Linked DNA regions of Mus musculus: region 2 is linked to region 1. Evidence: chromatin contacts called from public HiChIP or PLAC-seq data. All regions are on one chromosome and are shown on one strand. The core of a region is the stretch at or near the end of the contact, and the rest is flanking DNA. Distances in the headings are between cores, read along the strand shown.

What was found. HiChIP or PLAC-seq counts read pairs in DNA pulled down with a chosen protein or histone mark.
Region 2: an H3K27ac HiChIP or PLAC-seq map of embryonic stem cells shows a contact between it and region 1, with 5 read pairs. The contact joins the promoter of Bmncr here to the enhancer-like site in region 1. A contact is called at or near these places in 1 of 15 datasets of contacts at CTCF or cohesin (the NIH/3T3 cell line), 16 of 484 Hi-C or Micro-C datasets (the 3T3-L1 cell line, the HL-1 cell line, the HPC-7 cell line and 11 more) and 5 of 115 datasets of contacts at active chromatin or transcription factors (embryonic stem cells, pancreatic cancer cells and vascular smooth muscle cells).

Annotation. Positions count from the first base shown.
Region 1 is chr1:133,739,287-133,744,855 of GRCm38.p6, reverse strand. Atp2b4 (ATPase, Ca++ transporting, plasma membrane 4) reads left to right here. Exons shown (of 20, transcript NM_213616.4): 2 at 4,745-4,942; 3 at 5,436-5,569. Among named protein-coding and RNA genes, the nearest start is that of Atp2b4, 12 kb to the left of the region's middle. Within about 2 kb of position 2,830, at least 37 of the 459 cell types and tissues checked have an H3K27ac peak or open chromatin away from gene starts, as enhancers often do. A contact at or near this core is called in embryonic stem cells and uterus, where this site is marked.
Region 2 is chr1:133,975,042-133,980,610 of GRCm38.p6, reverse strand. It overlaps Bmncr (a long non-coding RNA gene), which reads right to left and starts at 3,330. Exons shown (of 5, transcript XR_878543.2): 1 at 3,017-3,330; 2 at 28-554.

The DNA.
Region 1 (5,569 bases), core at 1,581-4,080:
CTCTCTGGGGTGGAAAGAATGAAGTGGAAAGCCCAAAATTGGGAATTGGCAGGGCTCCCAGACCCACATGGCTTTCCTGCGCAACACCACATGTCAGAGAGGATTCCCAAGGCTACCCAGGCTAACATCCAGGGCCCGCCCTGGCCTCCTGCGGAGCTCTCTGGGAACCTGGGCAGCCACTTGACTTCTTAAGGAAGCTTTTGTACAGTCTGTGTGACTGAAGGTGGGGCCTGAAGGTGGCAAATAGCTAATGGGTGTGGGGCAGGTGAAATGGCTCAGTGAGGAAGGGTCCCTGCTGCCAGATCTGATGATCTGAGTTTGATCCCCCAGACCATACATAGTGAAAAGGAAAAAACAAATTTCTACACGTGTCTCGAGCACTCAAGGGTGCACGCATGCGTGTGTGCGCTTGTGTGTGAAAGAAAAAGGCAAGAGAGGAGCAAGCATGTCCCTTTGAGGAAACATCTAGGTGAGGGCAAGTCCCACCTTTTTATATGATCTAGAATGTATTTTGTTTTGTTTGTTTGAGTCCAGAAAAGGTCATAGGAGCCTTTAGTGAGCTCAAACTTAGTGAGCGCAGGCTTCATGAATGGGCTCTGATGAACCTGATGCGCCATCCCTGAGGACAGGAAAAAGGCAGGATCCCACAGAGGCAGCCCTGGCTTGCTCAGAGGTACACAAGTGACTGTGTAAACACTCTGGCATAAGAAATAAGATGGCCATTTGCCTGGAAGTACCAGCAAACAGGGTAAGTTGGTCACTTAGAAGGGAGCCTCCGTTGAGCCCTACTGTTCTCGTGTCCCAAAATCCTTTGGGCAGAGGTTGGCAACCAGCTACCTCCTGTGGGTGATACAGACCCTGCCCCTGCTAATGCAAGGAGCCTGTGACCTCTTCAAGCCTTAGTTGCCTTGAGCATCAAATTGGGTTCATGATAACTTCCTCCACTGGCTACAGATGTTTGAACGAGAAGCGAAGTGAGCCTGCTGCAGTGCCTGCCACACAGCAATCACTTGAACATTAGCAACGTTGTTCATTACTCATCCACTGGGTTCCTTCACCAGGCTTGAGTGTGTGCCTTGTGCCAGGTACTGCTGCTATAGGCCTTAAGAACAAAGCCAAGCACCCTGCTCTGGAAGGAGGTGAGCAAGCAATGGATGAATAAGGTCTCCGCAAGTAAGGGATGAGAAGACCTTAGAGGGAAGCTGTACAACAGACTGGAAAATGGTGAGCGCCACGGCTGAGGACAGCCTTAGCCTGGCGGAGATGGGGACAGAGACCTGAAAGATGACAGGGACAGCCCTGGGAGAGGTTCTGCTAGGGAAGGGGGTGGTACAGCAGCAGCAGCCATGTGCAGAAACGGAAGGAGGGGTAGGGGGTGTGTTCCGAGAGTAGAGGAAGGTATGCTGAGCCAGAACGCTATGAAGACTGGGAAGTGGGAAGAGATAGATAAACACTGGAGGTTCCTAAGTAGCCTTAGAGGCCACCAAAGGTCTCGGTGCCCAGCTTCACTCTGAGTAAAAGCCACATCGGGTTTTAAGTAAGTGAGTAACATCTTTGAAAAGATCTTTGTGGGCAGAGGAGGGGGCAGGAGGTGATCATTAGAATATTGAGAACCTGAGGAGCTAGGTGGCCACCCCTACCCTGCATGATGAGGTAGGTTGCTCTGGCAGACTCACCTTGGAAAGGGTGTTAGTCCCTTAAATTGATATTTAGTAGGTTTTTAGAGATGAGGTTCTATAGCACAGGCTGACTGGGAGCTCACCATGTGGTCCAGGCTGGCCATCCTCCTGCTTTAATCTCTCAAATGCTGAGGAAACAGGCCCGAGTCACCACAGCAGGCTCTGGTCTTTACTATCTGACATCCCGGGTGCCCTCGCAATACTTTCCGGCCCTTACCAAAAGGAGGGAAGAAGAGTGGTTCCCTCCCAGTGTGGTGTGTTGTGGATCTTACATCTTTGCGACACAAAATCCCCTCAAACCGATCTGTCCACCCAGAGCTGCAATCCCAAGCTGGCTCAAGCCCTGCTCTATTCGGTCCCCTGGGGCAAAGAATCAGCAAGTCCCGCCTCCTGGCCACCCTGCCCCTGCAAGCCTGGGCACCCAGATGCCCTGCCCAGAACACTCCTCTCCCAGACCCTCCCCTGCCTTTCCCACTGGGAACCTGACTTCCCATGGCAGGGCAGACAGAGGAGGCTGAGGACTGTCTGGAAAAGAGCTCAATGAGTCTTTTCGAGCTTTGAAAGCAGCTTTGCTCCCCGGTGGAGCCCGACTGTCTGCTGAGCTGCAGTGAGGGGTTTACTGCTGGGTTATAGGGCCCTGGGTTATAGTCTCAGGCACCGTGTGCCCAAACGGTTCCCTGTCCCTTGCCTCCTAATGAATGAAAATGGCCTCCAGCCCCACCCTTCACAATATGATCCTAACTATGCCATCCTGGCCGACTTCACCTAGGGCCTGTCTCACACTCCTCTCTCTCAGAGCCAGAAGGTTCTCCACTCCAGCTGCTGCTGATTTATTTTGTGAGTCCCCGGGAGTGGAGGCCACTTCCCACCCTGCAGGCCATATTCCCTGCGAACTTAATTGCCCATTTTCATGGACCTCCCCCCTCCCCAACTTGTTCAGTGGAAAGAGAATGTTCGCCCACACACCGAGCCTGTCTGTTTCCTCGGGGGTTTTGGTTGGGAGGCCTCTGTGTTGAGCGAGTGTGGAGTCCCTGACATCCTGACCTCCACTCTGTCCTTGCTCCTTCCAGGCACACACATTTCCTTGCTTTGTGTGAAGCTCAGTGGAGTATCCCTGCCCCGGATTCTGAGTGTCCTTGGCTGTCGACCTGTTTTCAAGACAAAGAGTGCCCCACCCTACCTGTGGGGGAACCCATTGAATGGGCAGCCAACGGCATCCAGTGCCAAAGCCATCCAGTGCCAAAGCCAAAGCCAAAGCCAAAAAAAAATCTAATTTGTCGCAAATATGTGAACAACTTAATGAATACCAACTTGGATTGACTGCTAGGCGGGCTTTCCCTACCACCTCTGACTCCAGACGAGGGGCCAGGATTCTCAGGAAGCTACTGAGTATAATTCTGCCTCCCCACCCCCATGCTGGGAGAGAAAGGGAGAGGAAGGGAGAGAGAGGTGTTAGGGTTACATGTTCTGTTTTAGTGGGGAAAATGCTGGTCGTCATTAACTGTATAGTATCTAGAAACTTCGTAACCTTGCTTGGCTCTTATTCAGCCTGAGCTGCAATACTTTGTCTAGTTGATACCAAGTACTTAGCCACTGAGTAAAGCAGCTTGCTGGGGGTTGCATGAGAAATGGAAAGGCAGGGATGATACAACTAAGGCTACCTTGCCTTGAGAGTTCTACTTCAGTGATCTACAGCTCCTAGAACTTGGAATGAAGACACACGGGTAGCCTCTGCCTCCACCTGCATGACCAAGAACAGGTAGCTAGTTCTTTCTGGCCCAAGCACGTGTGAGCCGGCATGTTCGGGTCATTGCCAGAATTTGCATACTCCTCTGAGGAAAGAGTCCCTGTGCATCCCAAGAACATTCTTGTGCTTCTGTTCTTAGAGCTAGGGCCTTGGTGTGCACCACAGCCCCCAAGGAACAGATGACATTTACTTAGCCTGGTCGCTAGAAACAAAAGGCCCTGTCCTGAGGCCAGCTTGTCTCCCGTATTCATTTATAAACTTTTAAAGCCCTGAACAAACTGGGCTGGTTGAGCACGTGCTCACTGCTCCGCAGCCCTAGGAATTATAACTGGACATGGGGTCTCTTAGTTTTGTTTGTGTGTTTGTTTGTTTGTTTGTTTAATGTCTTTTACAAACCCCTACACTGGTTTGTAAGTCAGACCACATACAGTGATGTCTTTCAAAGCAGTTAGCCCTAAGGTACCTCTCAGAAGGGCCCTCTGGAAGAAAGTGAGCCTTTTAACCATTTTTACCCATTGTTCAAGTCAACCTATCAAGACAAGCCTCCTTGTCCTCTGCTTCCTGCCTCCTGCCTCCTGCCTCCTGCCTCCTGCCTCCTGCCTCCTGCCTCCTGCCTCCTGCCTCCTGCCTCCTGCCTCCTGCCTCCTGCCTCCTGCCTCCTGCCTCCTGCCTCCTGCCTCCTGCCTCCTGCCTCCTGCCTCCTGCCTCCTGCCTCCTGCCTCCTCTGCCTCCTGCCTCCTGCCTCCTCTGCCTCCTGCCTCCTCTGCCTCCTGCCTCCTCTGCCTCCTGCCTCCTCTGCCTCCTGCCTCCTCTGCCTCCTGCCTCTGCCTCCTCTGCCTCCTGCCTCTGCCTCCTCTGCCTCTGCCTCTGCCTCTGCCAAGGCTAGTTTTCCACCTTTCCCCGTTCTATGCGCCACAAAGCCTCGATGCAGGATCAAGTGTGGGCTGCTCAGGAGTTGTAGTTCTTTTCGGTAAAGATCCATCCACCGTTGCTGACAAGGAACTCCTGCCTTATGCTAGATTCTGGCTTTTACATCTTGGTTTCAACCACGACAGTCTTGCTGGTCGGACACTTAGGAAAACCTGCATCGTGGTGGTAGCACCCACATCAGGCAGCTCGCAAGCACTTGTGACTCCTGCTCCAGGAGACCTGATGCCTTCTTCTGGCCCATGCAGGTGTACACAACATGGAATATACTTTCACAGAGAGACACACAGACAAATAACTAATAAATAGGCCTTTAACTTGACTTCTGATATCACTCTACCCTGTGCCTTCCTCTTTCTGCCTCTCTCTCTCTCTCTTGTCTCCTTTTCAGGTCTATCTGGGAACCCTGCAGATTTGGAGAAGCGTAGACTTGTTTTTGGAAAGAACGTGATACCTCCAAAAAGGCCCAAGACTTTCTTAGAATTAGTGTGGGAAGCCCTGCAGGATGTCACGCTCATCATCCTAGAGATCGCAGCCATCATCTCCCTGGTCCTGTCCTTCTACCGACCTCCGGGTGGAGATAATGAAAGTGAGTGTCTGAGCTGCTGCCCATGGCTGATCTGAGTCCTTTCCACACCACCAACCATATTAAGTACCAGTGGTTTTCAGGTTATAGTACAAAATGTTCTTCTTACCCAGCAGGCTCTACAAAAGAGAGCTAGTAAGCCATTCTCCTAACCGTTCCCCTTCCCCTACCACATCCTTATTCAGAACACCAGCCATCTTGTGTCCTTACCTTTGCTTCTTAGTGTATCCCAACCATAATGATTGGCATTGTGGGAAATAGCAGTGAGCCTGGCTGCACATCCTGTGACTTGCATTGGCATACTTTGTGCTGTTTAGTAGCTAACACAAATTAGACCTAGTAATGATGAGAGATCGCTCCAGCCGACTGATTTCCTTGGAAATCTTCCACTTCAGAGTCTAATTTTCTATTGTTCTCTCTTCGTGACTGTCCACCTTGTGGAGGTTGTGTAAATACCTCCCTCGTTTCAATGATTCTTTCTTCCCTTTCTGGATAGTCTGTGGTCACATTGCAAGTAGCCCAGAAGAAGAGGAGGAAGGAGAAACTGGCTGGATTGAGGGGGCGGCCATTCTCGCCTCGGTGATCATTGTGGTACTCGTGACAGCCTTCAATGACTGGAGCAAAGAGAAG
Region 2 (5,569 bases), core at 2,081-4,580, 240 kb before region 1:
AGGCCAGGCCCTTGGTAGGAGGGTTACCTGGTCCTTCTGACTCCAGCTCTTTTCATGTGTCATGGACTGAAAGTAGGTGCCGAGGACACAAAGCAGACCCGGCCTCTGGCTCTTCTCAGGACCTTCTCCTCCAATCTCTTAGTGCTTCCAGGATAATGCTCTATCCAATAAATAGTAGGTTTTAGCCTGAGGACAAGGGGTCTGGACAAAGTTGAGGAAACTGGGACTCATCCCCAGAGAGGAACCCACTACCGCCTTCTGGACTCCAAGTTCCCTGGCATCTCCTCTGATGCTTCCAGACCTCCTCCCAGCATCCCAGCATCCGGTGTTACTGTTGGCTCCACTGCCCGCCTGCGGCCAGGGATTGAAGGCGCTCTTATTCCAAATGAGGCCAGTCAGCTAAATTTCCAAAGCAAAGATTGTTCCATTTCTTCTCTTCTCTCCTCTTCTGCTCAAAGAACACACTCATTTTGTAGAAATGGGGCAGGCAATTCTTATTCTAAGGGTTAAAGTCTTCATGGGGCACAGCAGGATTGATGGATGGAGCTTTGGTTCTGAGAGGGAGGGAAGAAAGAAGCAACCAAAAGGGTCTTTTCAATGCCCAGGAAGACAAATCAGAAACACCAATCTTTACTCATCCCTGTATTCATCCTGCTTTCTCCATCCCTCTTTCTCCCTCTTCCTGTCCCCTCCCTCTTTCTCCATCTCCCTTCTCGCTCCTTTTCTATCGCCCTTTCCCTGTATCTCCCACTCTTCCTTCATCTATCCATCAGTTCACCCACTCATGCATACATGCATTAATGCACACATGTTCCCTCAACAGGAATCTATTTAAGGTCTGCGCTGAGCACTCCACTGCACGGTAAGAAATGCGTGGAGGCTCGGTAGTCTTAGACGTGGAATGTGGAGCAGACAGGTCTAGGGAGGAACTATGAATGGCAAAGTATTGCTGTTAAATCTTCAGGAGGACATTCACCGTGGAAAGCTCCAGCGATGAGGTATTCACTGACGCCTTGGACAGAAAGACTACAGACTGCACGAGGAAGCCGCCCTGTATCCCAGATCAAGTGCTTGCTACAGGACCATTAATCAATCTCCTTTAAAAACATTTACTAAAGTGTATTTATTAAGTGAGATATTTTTGGAGGGCTTTTAGAAGAAAATGGACTAGAAAGTACAGAGAATTTCCCATATATCCCTTGCCCCTTTATGAACTAACCACACCGGTGCCCTTTTCTTCGCCACATTCACAGTGATTACTCACTGCGCATGCTCTGTGGGCCCAGACAAGTACATCGTGCCTCCCCCCACCCCAGCCTCCATTTTAGCGCCACAAGAGCAGTAGAGTTCATGACGATAAAACAAGGTTGCGTACTTCGCTCTAGGCGTGGGCTAATCCATATTCTGTTCCGGTGCAAAGCCAAGTGTCCTCATTGTAGGGCTCTGACTATACTGTGTGCTCTGGGAAGAAAGAGGTAACTTGGGGTGTTGGGGGGGTGAGTGTTTTCAAGAGCATCAGGGGCACACTGCTGCATCGGGCCCGGATGGCAAGAGATCTGGGGAACAGAAGTACAAAAGGCTTCAGAGACCCACCAGATTGCCACAGAGACTCCGAATTGTTCCCTACTCCGTGCAAGTGTATGCAGGCAGGCCTCTAGCTGCCCTCCGCAAGGGCTCAGAGAGCTTGCATGAGTCACATCCACGTGGCTGCTGAAGGAGGGGGGGGGGGGCAGCCCATGCCCAGACCCGGCCACACTGGCTTGGAGAAATTGTTCCTGAAAGTCCCTGGCAGGGAGCAGGCTGCTGCGAGGTTGTTAACCTGCCATGCAAACCCACCAGTAAACAATCTGCGATGAGAATCCCAGATGCTCATCTATCCTTCCAGGTCTAGGTGGGAGCCAGCTTGGGGGAGCCCCACCTAGGAGCAGAGGCAGAGCTGCAGCTCCCTCAGCCCGCCAGCATCTAGACAGGATGTTTTCTCAGAGTATCAGACAGGCCATGTAACACAAGGAAGAGGAAGCCCGAGGAGTAGGTACCCATAGCTCAAAGACATCACCTCTCACTGGGGGTCTATGTGTGCTGTCTAGACCGAGTAATCCAGCCATATCATGGTGCCAGAGACATGGGTAAGCTGTGTGGTGCACTCATCCGAGCACCTCAGTCAGGTTGGTTACTAGGCAGCGGGGACAGTGAGCTGGGGGGATGCCAAGTGCTTGCTGTAGATACACTTAGGATTTATTGACTTGTGGTGAGGAGTCTTGAGGAGCCAGAGGACAGAAAGGAGCACATCTGGTGACCTGATTTTTTTTTGTTTTCATGCTCTTAGTTAAGGGCTTTGGCTGTACTTGGAGCTGGAGGAAGAGAATGGGAAAACAGGCAGGGGCAGGAGAGGAGGCAGATTCAAGCAGGGAATGCAGAGAGGGATGGGGCTGGCTTGGTCCTGAGAAACCCTCTGCTCCTAGCTTGGGAAGGACTTCAGTGAGGAAGCAAAGCAAGATCACTGGACATACTCAGTAGCATGTTTGTCTAACAAGGACCCAGCATGTGAGCCTATCCATGCAGATTCCCACACAAGCACAGGTAACACTGATAGGCCATCTCCAGGCAGGATGGCAACACTGCTGTCAGCTGTGCAATGAACACCCCAAGACACTGCCATGGACTGCAGGTGGCTTTGTCCCTTTCAAGACTAGAGGGTCCTAAGTTCAAAAGGAATGAATGTATCATAAGCAAATCTAAATCTCAGTTCCAGGTCCCTCACACTTCTACAGTGCACCCTTGCGTCGGATGAACAAGTCAGTCCGAGTTCACCCCACCACTCCTGCTAGGTACCCTGTACCATGTCTCCTTCAGCCAGACAGAGAACACAGTAGACCCTCCCATGGGCTTCTGTGATGTGGCAGGCTTTGCAAGCTCCTTACACAGTAGCAAACACAAAACCCGTGAACAAGAAGTCATTCCTGGTCTTAGTTTCAAAAACCCACCGGACGTTTTCAGAGTTCAGGGCGAGACTTACCATATTATTCAGAAAGCCTTTCCCCGTCTCCTCCATGTCTCTCTTAGGGATAAAATCCAAATTCCTCTCATTTCTTAGGTGGAGCAATTTAGTTCTCTTCATCCTCTACTGCCAAACTTGGCTCCCGAGTTCGCTTAGCTGAGCCAAACCCCACAGGGAGTTCCGAAAACAGCCTCTGTGGCTTGCTGATTAAGTTTCTAGGACAGAGGCCATCTGCCTTCCCTATATTCATCTATTAGAAGCCCTTTATGTCTTTTCCAGGCTGAGTATACACATGCAGATATACCTGTGTCCACAAAAAACACAGAACCCTCTCTGTGCTTTCCCAAACAGGTTAGACAAAAATTTTCCCAGCATCCTCCAGTCTAACCTAAGCCCTCTTCTCCCATACAAACACTAGTCCTTGCCTTCAGAGCTCCCAGCATTCCTCTCACCATGAACTTATTCACCTATTAAGTCAACATTACTAAAAGACTGCCACATGCCTGGTGTTCTTGGAGGTTACAAAGACGATTAGCACTCGGCCCCTGAACCCAAGAATCCAAATCATAGGTAGAGGGTTAGAGAAGTAAGCACACATATGTGGCCTGATGAGATGAGATCGGGGAGCCTGGGAGAGAACATAGAGGCCACATCTAACCACCAGTATTTCACCAGGCAGTGAACAGCACAGTGAGGCTTTACTTAGTAAAGAAAATGATAGAACCCCTAAATTCAGAAGGAATCGCATGGTCAAATAAAGGTGTCTGGGGAGGTGAGACTTAACTGGAGAGTGAGGGGGCATGATAGTAAACGTTGGCAGGGGGGTGGGGACCCATTTACGTTGAAAAATGAGGAAGAATTTGATGCTCATGGTAAAAAAAACATAGAAACTAACATTTCTGGCTTTAAGAGACACAGAGGCAGGTGACATAAAATGAGGCTGGGAAAGCAGGCAGTATTTATTATACACACACATGCACACACACACATACACACACACATACACACACACATGCACACACACACACATACACACACACACACACACACACACACACACACACACACAGGACTAGCACAGTGACATGTAGAGTCGGGGAGGATTTCTGCAAAGTAAAGCCTGCTGTGGCTATCTAGGTTTGAGAGCTTTGGGGTGAAGATGACTCAGACCAGCACATAGCTGGGCCTGGAAGACCTTGTATATCCGGTTGGTTGGTACAGGAGATAGAGCTTAGACATGCAGGCATGTAGCTCAGTTGGTGCAGTGCCTGCCTAACATGTACAAGTCCCTGGGTTTGATCCCCGGCATTGCATGAAACAAGTGTGGTGGAGCACACCTATGACCCTAGTATTTGGGCAGTGAAGGAGGAAGATCATAAACTTGAGGTCATCTCTGGCAAGTTTGAGACCAGCCTGGGATACATGAGGCCCTGCCTTTCAACAACAACAACAACAACAACAACAACAACAACAAAGAAACCCAAACAAAAGGAACATAAGAATAGGCTAGCAGACCCATACTCTTGGGGCTGCCTTAGCCTTATAGAGCCACCACCATGGCCAGCACAGGGCCCTGTGTCAGCGTAGATGGCACTGCATCAGACAGATGTGGCAGCCAATGTGAGCCCCATACGGATGAGGCATGGCACCAGTTACTATTCTCATGCTGTGACAGAGGACATGACAGATGTTAAGGAAGGGCTTATTACGATTTTCAGTCTAAAGGTTCAGCTCACCACCTCGGCAGGGAAGACATGGCGACAGGAGTATGAGGGACCTGACTTCACTACAGCCGCAGCTAGGAAACAGAGATGAATGAATTCCCGAGCTTCCTGGGATTCTTTCATTCAACCCAGGACCCCAGCCTGTGGTCCAGTCAGGGTGGGTCTTCATTCAGGGTGGGTCCTTCCTCCTCAGTGAACCTTTCTAGAAACACTCTCATAGACACACCCACAGGTGTGTTTCCATGGTGTCTCTAAGTCCAACCAAACTGATAATGAAGATAGGCCACCACAGGTTAGCCCATGACGATGAAAAGAAGGGCCAGATGACATCCCGAGTGTTCTTAACTTCGCCTTACCTTGGCATTTTTAACACTTTTATTGATAATTTAGGAATTTCACATCATGTACCCTGACCTTGCTCACCTCCTGGTGTCCCAAATCCATTCTTCTCCCCTGTGGCATCCTGCCACACCCCCTTTAAAAAGGAAGAGAGAAAGAGAGGAAGGAGGAAGAGGAGGAGGAAAAGTAGGAGGAAGAGGAAGAGGAGGAAGAGGGAGAGAAGGAGGAAGAAGATGAAGAGAAGGAGATGAAAACCAAGTTCATTTTGCATTGTCCATGTACCCACTGGGTCATGGTCAAACTTCCAGTGGCCAGCCCCTGAAGAGAAGTTGAGTCCTTCTCCATCTGACCCCCTGCCAGAAGCCATCAACTGTGGAAGCCATATTACAGCATTCCCAACACAATTTTTTAAAGTTCTCCTTGATGGCTTCCTCTCTAGGCTGTCACTTTTGGTAGAGTGGGGTGGAGGTAGGGGTTGTCAGAGAGGCCTTGTATGTTCCTCTCTCCC